3 separate regions of the Mus musculus genome follow, and all the other regions are linked to region 2. The links are chromatin contacts, called in public Hi-C and HiCAR-type maps. All regions are on one chromosome and are shown on one strand. Each heading gives the region's core, a stretch centred on a gene start, on an enhancer-like site or on the middle of the called end of the contact. The rest is flanking DNA. Distances are from core to core; before and after follow the strand shown. Region 1 overlaps Crb1 (crumbs family member 1, photoreceptor morphogenesis associated). Region 2 holds the start of Dennd1b (DENN/MADD domain containing 1B). Region 3 holds the start of Zbtb41 (zinc finger and BTB domain containing 41).

What was found. A called contact is a pair of places that touch in the nucleus more often than the background predicts. HiCAR-type assays count read pairs that join an accessible place to other places.
Region 1: a Hi-C map of the G1E-ER4 cell line shows a contact between it and region 2, with 2.2 times the contacts expected there. The contact joins the enhancer-like site here to the promoter of Dennd1b in region 2. A contact is called at or near these places in 2 of 39 promoter capture datasets (the 3T3-L1 cell line and hippocampal neurons), 3 of 484 Hi-C or Micro-C datasets (the G1E-ER4 cell line, adipose-derived mesenchymal stem cells and cortical neurons) and 2 of 115 datasets of contacts at active chromatin or transcription factors (the SCID.adh cell line and stem cell-derived neural progenitor cells).
Region 3: a contact with region 2 is called in a HiCAR-type map of astrocytes, with 2.0 times the contacts expected there. The contact joins the promoter of Zbtb41 here to the promoter of Dennd1b in region 2. A contact is called at or near these places in 3 of 39 promoter capture datasets (liver, neutrophils and pre-B cells), 2 of 484 Hi-C or Micro-C datasets (CD4 T cells and cortical neurons), 4 of 115 datasets of contacts at active chromatin or transcription factors (astrocytes, effector CD8 T cells, memory CD8 T cells and 1 more) and 1 of 9 other capture datasets (adipose tissue).

What each region holds. Positions count from the first base shown.
Region 1 is chr1:139,261,310-139,264,868 of GRCm38.p6, reverse strand. All of the region lies in intron 5 of Crb1 (crumbs family member 1, photoreceptor morphogenesis associated), which reads left to right. Among named protein-coding and RNA genes, the nearest start is that of Gm41960, 95 kb to the right of the region's middle. Within about 2 kb of position 1,563, at least 17 of the 459 cell types and tissues checked have an H3K27ac peak or open chromatin away from gene starts, as enhancers often do. A contact at or near this core is called in the G1E-ER4 cell line and the SCID.adh cell line, where this site is marked.
Region 2 is chr1:138,961,458-138,965,005 of GRCm38.p6, reverse strand. Dennd1b (DENN/MADD domain containing 1B) reads right to left here and starts at 1,297. Exons shown (of 22, transcript NM_001166501.1): 1 at 1,121-1,297. The coding sequence starts at 1,137.
Region 3 is chr1:139,419,956-139,423,933 of GRCm38.p6, reverse strand. It overlaps Zbtb41 (zinc finger and BTB domain containing 41), which reads right to left and starts at 1,551. Exons shown (of 11, transcript NM_172643.5): 1 at 1,511-1,551; 2 at 1-900. The coding sequence starts at 783.

The sequences.
Region 1 (3,559 bases), core at 314-2,813, 300 kb before region 2:
CTTTGTTTAATTCATTTTATTAAGTTTACACATATGGATATTAAATTTATATACATAAAAATTAATAAATAATAGTCATGTATGTTATGTTACTCTATTCATTTTGTTAATTAAATGTGTATGTATTCAAATATTCTTCTTCATTTTCTAACTTTCAAGATGTTACTATTATGAACTCATTTTCTACTGCATAATTGTAAGTAATTTTTCTGTCTAAATAAAAAATACTACATTTTCTCTCCTTAAGAAGTTTAAATTTTTCTTAGGAAAGATCATAGTCACTATGCCTATCAGGTTCTCTAAGTCTAAAACTTAAATGTTCATCAATATTGGGAAATTCTTGGCCATTTCATCTTTCAAAATCTCCTTTATCTTTTTTTATTGGCTGCTCTTGTAGATGGTTAGATGGCAATGCTCTTTGTCCTTTATCTTCTGTGATCCTGAGCTGCAATTTCCTTCCTGTTTCTGCTTGCTACACATGGAGCTCAAGTCAGATTCTCCCTTCCAGTAACTGTGATCTGTGTCCAGTCCATTATTTAATTCGCAGTGGGATTCTTATGCCAGTTATGTTTCTAAAAGGTTCTACCCCTTTAATTATTTTAAAATCTTTGACCTCTCCCATTTTAAGATCCATTTATATTTTCAGTTTTCTTAAATAATCCACTATCATTGTAAATTTTTACATCTCTTATTCTCAGTTCACAATCACAATTCTTTGCTTCTTATTTATTGATTCATTTTTAGCGTGATCTCTTATCCCTTGAAATTTTTGTTGGACCTATTTGTTGCCTGGGCTTAAAAGATTTCTCCCCAGAGTTTTTGGGTTTCTTTTATGTCTACTTTAGAGAATATCCAAGTTTCTAACTGTGGCTTTTATGTTGCACAGCACTGTGAATTTAGAATCCACACAAGAAAGCAGATTAGTAATTAGGAATTCTCCAGGAAATTTATTTTTCAGTTGAACAAAGCCTGTCAAAGTTTAGCTAATGCCTGTTACACACATTTGTCTCTTCTGATTCACTCAAAAGATATTCTTCCTTACAGCTTCAATTTGGATATACTATTATCAGGAAGGATTGTATTCATTTTCCTCAAGCTATGGTCCATCCAATTGTCAGCAATCAAAGTCCTATCTTTATCTTGAAGTTTTGTCAAGATAAGTTTCTTCTTATTCCAAACTTTCCATTGTCTACTTTGCCTAAGATAACCATTTCTATCCTAGAGTTTTATGTTTACCAGACATATTGCCACCTTCTTCTAGTTTTGAACTCAGTGCTTACAAAACATTTTTAAAGCCCCTGCCCATTGCTGGTGAGTTTAACCTTGCTTATTCTTTTTGTTCTCTGCCTTGTTGGATTATATTTTTAGGTCTACATCTTTTTTTATCTGCTTGTGGATTTTTATCTCTATTAATGCTTGATATTCCATGAATTAGTCCACTTACATAACTTTGACAAGGAAGTTCTTTAAAAAAAAACATTTAACCGGTTTCTTTTATTATGAAAATGAAAGTGAAAGCATATCATCTTGGGTCTTCTACCCTTAAGTTAAAAACCTCACCAAGCTTTTCCTAAGTTCTCAGCTCTCTGTGGGCAGCACAGTCTTTGTTAATGGAGTCATCACTTGGGGAACAGATGTTTCAAAACTTTTGGTTTTACACTTTTTAAGAATGACTGTCATAATTATGAGCTTTATTCTATTTTGTGGAGTGATTTAAACAAGCGTGCAAATTAAACTGATCACAATGAATTAATTCAGAAAGAAAATACAATTCTATTATCTTTTAGTATTAATTCTATTCAATCCTTTTCATTTCTCTCAGAAATATTTCAACTTTTAAGGTCTAATTTCTGTTCTCTAGTCCTTCTGTTCTCTAGATTAAACTCTGGGGCAATTTTTGATTTTGCTTTTAAACATTGATATAATTTTTAAACTATTAATTGCATTATAGCCAGGGGGAAAACACTGAGGACATTTAGCCTGAGGATTCTCTTGCACTAAGCATTGTACACATTTCTCCCAGGTCGTAGGTTTTAGTCAGGTTGTATGACACTTACACCTCCAGTGTAGATTAGTACAGCGCTGCATCAGAGCTTGCTTGAATGGTGCCTCATCATGTCCAGTGTCTTCTTTCCTCCCGCAGTCTTTAACCTCATCCTCTTGTCTGTTATCTGGCCATTTTCTTTTCCTATTTTTTCTCTTTATTTTCCTAGAAACCAAGTTTTCATGCATTCTAAAAGTTTCTGTGTGTTCCTTTGTAAATTCAATTTTAGCTTTTTTCCCCCCTTTAGCTTTTTGGAGTTATATCTCCTTTCTTTTATGGAACATTAGAGATGGACAAAGGAGATAGATTTATCCTTATTCTAGAAGCACTCTAGCTTTGCAAGTCCACACAAACTCATATATTTATCCAATTACCATGTGCTTTCTCTTTCTACCTTAAAACAAGCAAAACAAAACAGAAAGAAAAAAAAAGATTTCTTTAACACGCTTGGGTGGTAATGAAGCTCTGATTAGTGTGGCTGGGGACAATGAGTTGCTATAGCTGTTCTGAATGTTGAATTTGAGGTTAAACAACTGTCTTTCCTTGAACTTATTTTTTATATGAGCCAATAAAAGCTGTTGTTATATAGCCAGATTTCATTTGAGTTTCCTGTTGATAGATCTCAAATAATTCTGGCAATCTGATATTGACCTGAAGAGTTTCTACCCAGTGGAGAATAAATGTACCATCAACCGGTGTGTATTGAGTAGGATAGGCAGTCCTCAGACCCCACATGGCTCTCTGAAGGACAACGGAGTTCCTCATAGATGTCTGGTAGCTGGTGAACATCTGTTTGAACACCACTAATCTGAAATGGGAGCTCACATGTTTGATAGCGACTTCAAGTCAATACTAGCAAATCCCAAATCAGCCAGGATTGTTTTCCTTTAGCCTGGTATCTTCTTTATCGCCATTTTGCATTGCATAGAGTACTCTGTCTTTTCTCTTGTTAGTCCCATAAGTTACTGTTTCTAAAGGCACATAGGAAGATGGAGTATAAAGACGGAGGTGAGTAATACTCCTCTAATGACCTCTAACCAGCAGCTATTGGTAGTTGGTCTGTCCTCTTATCCTGGCTGATGTGGGACTCTGAGCTTAGCTTCTGACTATTGGGTGTGGCTATGCTTCTGTGCTGTCCCTAAGGGTGGAATGAGTTTCGGTATGTTTAATTCAGTACCTTCAGACATTTTCACAGTAAACCATCTTTTAATAGCATTTGTAAAATGATATCAGTTGTCATCTTTCTTGTGTCTTCAAAATATGTTTTAATGGATGTAGACAGAAGATACTGAATAGACAATGTTCTAAACTGGCCTTTAAAAAGCAAGTTATTGCTGTTCACACTTAGCATTCTTTATTCTAGGTATGTATGTGTATATGTGTGTGTGTGTGTGTGTGTGTGTGTGTGTGTGTGTGTGTATGACAACTGAAATTGTTTTGGGACACAACCACAACCACATTTGGCTCTGCCACTTTATAATTGGCTTTTGGAAGGTGTGTGTGTGTGTGTGTGTG
Region 2 (3,548 bases), core at 48-2,547:
AGAGGCAGGGGACTGTTAAAGGAAAAGACATCACAATGCACAAAAGTGATGGTGTATATTTCAATTACCCTGTTAAGACTAGTGCCTTTGTACATTGGCTTGTTTAATACATAATTTCTTTAAGATATTAATGCTATCTCTCACTTCTAAACAAACATTGATTTTAAATATATATATATATATATATATATATATATATATATATATATATATATATATATAACATGACATTCTTTAGAACTGGAGGGAAAGACAACCCATACAAATTAATTTATAAATATCCACTTCTCCACTTCCTCATCCCACCCGCTATTAACTTGTTTCATGAGCATAAACCGGGCTCCAGCTATCTTTTTTTTTAATTCCCTCATAGTACAATAAATTGTCCAAAGAGTAAGTTGTGTGTTTTTTTTTAATCACCCTGTCCTCTATGGTGTCAAATATTAAAGGAAATATTCTAAAATGTGTAACATTTCTATCTTCATAAGATATTTAGAATTTGTCTTAGGTAAATAAATCCTGACTCGGTAATACTTCTCTGCAATCTACAGGGCCTTTCACTGTGGCTCTAACACACAGTGAGGTAGAACGGAAGAGGAGGGGGCGGTCAAAGAAGACGAGATTTCTTCCCAAAGTAAAGTTTCCAGAGAAAAAGCTGCAAATACCCATCTCTAAGACACCTCCAAGCAGAGCCGCCACCGTTATTCAAATTGCTTTTTACCTACTCCCTACAAGTAAAATGGCCAATGGTGAAGAGCCACCTTAGTGCATATACCACTCTGCAAGCAGCACACACACTCAGCGGCTGCACAAACAAACACCGCTTTCATTTTAAACGAAGGGAAAGCATCAGAAAGCAACCCTGGCCACCCTGAAAAATCACCCTAAAGGGAACCACGGCGATCCTAACGCCGGGGGAGCGGTTCCCTAACCACCGCTCGCAGAGCCGCCCGCCCGTCCGCCCGCCCGCCCGCCCGCCGCGGCGCACGGCCGACCCGGCCCGGGGAAGACCGGTCGCCGGCCGGGCAGGCTTTGCGGCCTAGCGCCGACCTCCGCGCAGCGGGCCGTACCGGGCAGGCCGCACCCGGGGCCGCGGAGGCCTGGCCCCGCCGCCGCTCACCTGGTCCTGCGGTCCATGGTCACATGTCGCTGCGGGGCTGCCGTCGCCCCGCGCCCGCACGCCCGCACGCCGTCCGGGACGCGCTGCTCCGAGCGGCGGCTGGCCCACGGCGCCCTCCGCGGCCTCGCGGGGACAGCACCGCGGCGACGCCGCCCCCGCCCCTGCCCCTGCCCCCGCCTCTCGGTTCCCGCGACCCGGCCGGCGGCGGCTTCGCCACCTTCCGCGAACCAGGAAGTCGGCGGGAGGGGGAGGGGGCGCACGGGGACGCGCCCGGCGGCTGCACCTGGCCGCGCGGGCTCCGGGCAGGACCTGCCCTCCTGCTGTCCTGGGCACCGGCTCCTGCGATCCCCGGCCTGGGAAAGCACTTCTGCCCCGGGGTTCCCACATCACGACTCCCATTCATTGCAAATTGGGAGCTCGAGTGGATGCTCTGACTTCCGCCTCACTCCTGCCCGTGGCCCCGGTAGTGCTCTCTCGGAAACCCAGAGCCGCCCCCTCCTGATTCAGGAATGTTCAGACTTCATGCACCTGCTAACCAGCTCTGCCAAACTGCTCAAGGACAGGCTCCAGTTGCCGGCACATATGGGAAACACATTCCTGCCGCAGACACCGGACGCACAGCCAGGGACTTAACTTTTGAACACACAGTAGCAGGCCCCCTAGAGTGTCGTTCTAGGGGAGCTGAGAGGGCACCACGAAGGATGGAGGAGGTGGAACCTGATGTGTTTCTGTAAGCAGTGACAAACACTGGCTTGGTGTTTTCAACACCTGAGCTATAGGTAGGTACCTTAATCCAGAGCAAGAGACTGGATCTGAGATAAGGAAGCAGTAGGCAGTGGCAAAGTTGGAATCTAACCAAGCTCAGCTGCTGCTGATTCTTACTGTGGCTTCTTACTGCCTCGTCTGCTGCTGTCTCAGATGCAGGATCTACTAAGAAGACATTTAGAAAGATTTATGGTAGACGTTGAAAACATTGTCCAGGGCTGGAGAGTCACACAGACTCCTTAGGGACTGGAGAAGGCTTTCTCCCAGCTAGCATTCCCCCTTGACAAGGCTAGAGTGACTGTCATGCAGTAAGGGTTACTTCAGACTGTATCCATCCACACAGAAAGTACGAGAATGAGGAAACCAACATGGTATGAATGTGGTATGAGTCACGACACATAAAAGTCAGACACGGAGCCTTGGAAAATAAAGACTAGATTTGATCTTATACTTTCCTGCTAAAAAAAAAAAAAAAAAAAAAAAAAAACGGTGTTGCTCCATCAAGATAGAAAGATATAGTCCACAGCCACAAACCTCTTACTTTAAAAAAAAAAAAAAAAAAATGAGCTCCCAATGTGGTTGAAAAACAAAACAAAATGTCAGAGCATACTGTTTTTGTCACAGCTTGTCTTGGCGTGGGATATTAACTTCAGTTTCTCGCTTCCTACATTTGTAAAATGGGAATTATGATTCGCCTGTCACATGAGGACTGTGCTGTTCAAGTTTAAAATTGCAATGCTTCTTGTGAGATATTTGGAGAAATCAGTGAATTTCAGTTTCACAATTAGGCCAACTATACCATGTTTATATGGTTTTCCCATATAAAGATTTTTGCTGCCTAACTAACAAGTTAGCTTACTAGAAAGACTTGAAATAAATTCTGTAACTAAAAACGACTTCTGCCCCAAGAGTTCCTGAAATGTGAGAGTTTCTTCTTTCATTATAATTAATTCTTCTCCAAAGTAAACAATCCTGTCTAGGGTGACTGTGCCATGAATTCTTAGTTTGGGGTGAGAAAATAGTAACAAATGTTTTCAATGTCCGTTGTTGGAATTATATAAAATGACAGTTACTCTATAAAGTTAAGATTGTTACTTATTCAAGCTATACTAAGTATGAAGACAAAATGTCCCATATATTTACTCTGTATCAATCACATTTGAGGCCAACTACAATAAAGAGTTAGATATTATTGATCTTAATAAATAAACACAGGCAGGTATGATTTATATACATAGTTTATCGAAAATTAGTGCAGATAGAAGTTGGAATAAACCTGTCATGTTTATTGAAGTAAACCTATGTTTATTGAAACCAGTGATATAATTTTGGTAATTTTCGCTTCATAGAAAACAACATTACTAATAGAGAAGTTTATAGAAGGCAAATAATCAAATTGGTTGTCACATTTTCCCAAGATCATATTTCAGCAGTAATATTTCCTACTTGACAATAACATTTTTAGAACCATAGTAATTCAAGAACCAGATACTATAATAGTATTGGCAAGGAGCACATAACAGGACTATAGATTAGTGGCAGAGTAGTTGCCCACCACCTACAAGGTTCTGGTTTGATCCCCAGCACAAGAAGAGGAGAAAAAAAGTAAAATATATTCTTCAGCTCATGACTGTAGTAATCTAAGAATATGACCTTGATGATG
Region 3 (3,978 bases), core at 302-2,801, 460 kb before region 2:
AGGGCACTTCCGATTCCTCTTTGACCTCCGGGTAGAAAAACTTCTCTCCAGCATTTTTAACCCATGTTTTTTCCCAAGGAGCAGAGACCTGTGAGTTTTGGCTAAATGATTCTCTAAGGACTTTTTATAGCAGAAATGCCTACTACAAAATTTGCACTGATGACTACTCGACAGTCTTCCAGTTAGCTCATTTAGTGTTTCTTCTGGTGACGACTTTTCAGTCAGTTCGGCCTGAAAGGCAGCAACATTCTCATTATTCAGCAGCTTTACCGCATCGATGATGTCCAAAAATTTTGCAGCCTCTAACACAAGAGGTATTTCGTATTTGTACACAAAAAACTCCGATGTGTAGAGGAACTCAAGCAAATGCTGAAAAACCGAATGCGTTACGTGATCCAGGGTGACAACATCAGTGCTTGGATTTTTGCTCAGACACGCATGAAAATAACTACTGCCGACAGCAACGACCACTTTATGCGCACTAAACTCTTTCCCTTCCACTATGATAAGTAAATCGCAGAAAGACGGTTGCTTCTGCCTATCATCGTTCAAATACTTCAGCAAATTCTTATTATACTGCAAAGAACTCAAAAGCTTTCTCTGATCTGGAGAGGGAGGCAGTTCTTGGCAACGCTGGGCAGCTTCGGGGGTTGGTCTTTCTGGAGCCTGAGTATAGGTCACTTGGCCACACTCCACAGCAGCATTTTCTTCCGAAGAGTCTTTATGATAGCCTAGATGGATCTTCTCGTCAAGATTTGAAGTAACCTTTCTCCTTTTCTTCATTGCAATGCGGCAATTTTTGAACAAGAAACTTCATACGTGACTTAGGCGATTGATGAAACAAAACTAGATTGTCTTGAACAACAGCTTCTGAAGGGGCGTGCCCCACCGTTTCATGGTCTGCAAAAAGAGTGAGAATCAGGTAAGAGCTCCACCGCATAGCCATCTTAAATAACCCAAAGGTGTTGTCAACTAGTCTTTCCTACATTGTAACTAGATTACAAAGTCGACAGTGCATTCACTCCCAGCTAAGATTTTCTTTTTTTTTAGGGCAGGGAACCAGGAGAGCTGGGCTGGGAAAGACAATCCAACAAAAGAATAGTGTGAAGTGAAGGCACAGCACACCTTCCAGGCCTGATTCACGAATAAGGTGGAGAGAACACAACCCAGAGAGCACCATCCCGCCGAGACCGCAAACAAGGCAGACTGGCCGGCCGGGACCGCAGTCCCGATTTGGGTGCTGGGACCTTGACAATAAGGCCAGCGCGGCCACGAAACGCAAGTCTCCATTAGCATGCTTTCCCCGGGCGAGCGCGGCATGGCTCCTGAGCGACAGACCTTCCGAAATCCACTAGGCACGGCGGCCCCAGGAGGGGAGCAGAGTGGGGTCAGCACGGGCGACGACTGCAGGAAGCCGAGTCTTCCCAGGCCGGGGTTGGCGGGGACCCGCGCTCGCCCGTGACCCTTCCCTCCCAGGCTGCCCGGGGCAAGCGTCCCACAGGCCCATTACCGGGAAGCCCGGGCTCCCGCGCCGGCTCGGGGCCGCCCAGCTCCGATCCCCGCGCGCTCGCGCCCGCGCCCACCCACTTCCGGGTCCGGCCCCCCACCTCAGCCACCTCGGCGGCGCTCCTTCCCCTCGCGGAGTCCCGCCGCCGCCGCCGCTCGCCAGGCAGGCACGTCAGGCCCGCGCAGCCGCCCAGCCGCCGCGAGAAGCCGGGGAGCCCCGGCATCCGCCCGAGCGCATGCGCGCGCCTCCAGCCCTGCGCATGCTCCGTGAGCTTTCTTTCCTGCCCTGGGTGCCCTACCGAGGTCCCAGGTCCGTTATACCCGCTTTTCGTGGCCACTTAAGGGCCCTCGTTAACTGAACCAGAAAAACTTGGCTGCGGGAGGGGAAGATAGCTGTGATGAGGGGTTAGGGGGAATTGGCGCCACGACAACTGGTGTGTTTCCAGTGTGTCACCAAACAGCGACCTCCTCCGGAAACCTGCCAGTTTCCAGTCCACAGTGGCAAACACCCAAAGTGCTGGCTGGAAGTAGTTGTATGGCTTTCCGACTTACATGTGCGTAAAATGTAAGCACACCTAAAATTGTGGGGTTTGTTTTTATTACCTTGCTATGAACAGAAGATGTGCATGTAAGATGTGAAGCTGAGAAAAGGACAACCAAACCTCTACGGGACTTAGAGCCTCAGAGCCCCTGCCTAACGTGTTGCATCTCCGACAGAATGCCCAGTGGCCCGATATTGCCCGTCTGGCGATGAAGGTTCTAGAGTTTGTTTGTACAAACCTAAGGAAAAAAACTGATACAAAGGCCGTGACCAAAAAGAAATCAATACACACACCTTCCCTTTTACCTGTAACTCCACTCTCTTCATAACTCTGAATCTGAAAAGGTTACCCTCTCATTAGCAAATACGAGCAAGTGCATACCCAGGAGGAGGAGAAGTTGAGGGAGCGTGTGGGGGACTTTTGGGATGGCATTGGAAATGTAAATGAAATAAATACCTAATTAAAAAAGAAGAAGAATGTACACCCAGAATAGTATAAGGAAAGCTAATGAAAATGATAAAATACTCAGAGCTATAGATTATAAAGTAGAAAATGTTTGAAAAGACAAGCCCATAGATATTAATTTTGTGTGTGTGTGGGGGGGGGTGCAGTGTTATCATCCATCGTCTGGCTCCTACCACCAAGTCTTTCCAGCTGTTGTCATGTGTCAGTGTTCTAAGTTACATGGGACAATCAAAGAAATGGGGTCACTTCCGGGCGAAATATGGCATTGCAGGCAGCAAAGAGGAACGGCCTCAATGAGCTGAACCTCGGACAGCTGTTCAAATGCTGTTTGGGGAGGGGGATAAAGCAAGCCCCTCATACAAAGGCCTGTGGTCTAAGCTAGATGTTTCATGAAGGAGAACACCACACCACTGCAACTTTAGCCTTCACTGTGTACTGTTTGTAGTACTCAATAATGTAAGACATTCCAGGTCTGCCAGGGCAGTCTTGTGACCAAAGTCGGGCAAAGGATGGAAAGCTCCTTCAGGAAAAAAAAAAAAAAAAGACTCTATAGAAAAAAAAATCACCATTTCTACAATGATTTCTTCAAGGTCAAGGTACTTCTAAAAACCATCTATTCATTCTGGTGTTTCCCCTAGGTCCAGTGAAAAAACAGCAATTTTCATTCAAATGTTTACCTTAGATATAATGATTCTACCAAACACACCACAGTCATGTTGGTCCAACAAAGATGAACTCAATCTCTTTGGAACTATAATAAATCCTCTCTACTACGTTTCATCTGTCAAGCATTCTATCTAAATACCAGAAAAGAAACTGATACACCATATAATATGGTTTCTTGTCTATCTCACTCATCAGACAAAAATCATATAGGACAAGTTGTATTAATCTCTTACACTGCTGTATTTTAATAACTAGTAAAATACCCAGAGACTTCATTGTGATACTCAATATCCCAATGAAGACAACAGATGTAGATTACACACTTACATAAATCAACTTGCCCCATATGGAACTGTCAAATAGATGATACAAGGCCTATGCCTGTCAGTGAGGAGCACAACTATTCCTCACCTGTTTGGATACTATCACAGTCCTCTTAGAAGAAATGCCATGCAACACAAACAATGACTGAAGTCCTCATAAATAGCCTTAACCCAATTCAGTATTCTATGTTGCACCAAGAGATAATCGATGTAGTCTTTTCACAACCACTGAAGTGAAGAACAGGGCTGATAACAACCAGGTACAATGGTACTTGCAACTGCCATACAACCCCATTATAATCAGATTAGTTTTAAAAGTGGATTATTAAATTACGACTTAAAAGGCTTAAGTGTATGAAACATCTTGCACCAATGAAAAAGGAAGAGACCTTTTGAAAAATGACCATAACATTGTCAAGTAAAAACCCCAGTGCAAGAGGCAGTATATGAATTGTTAGCCCTAAAAACCATAAAGA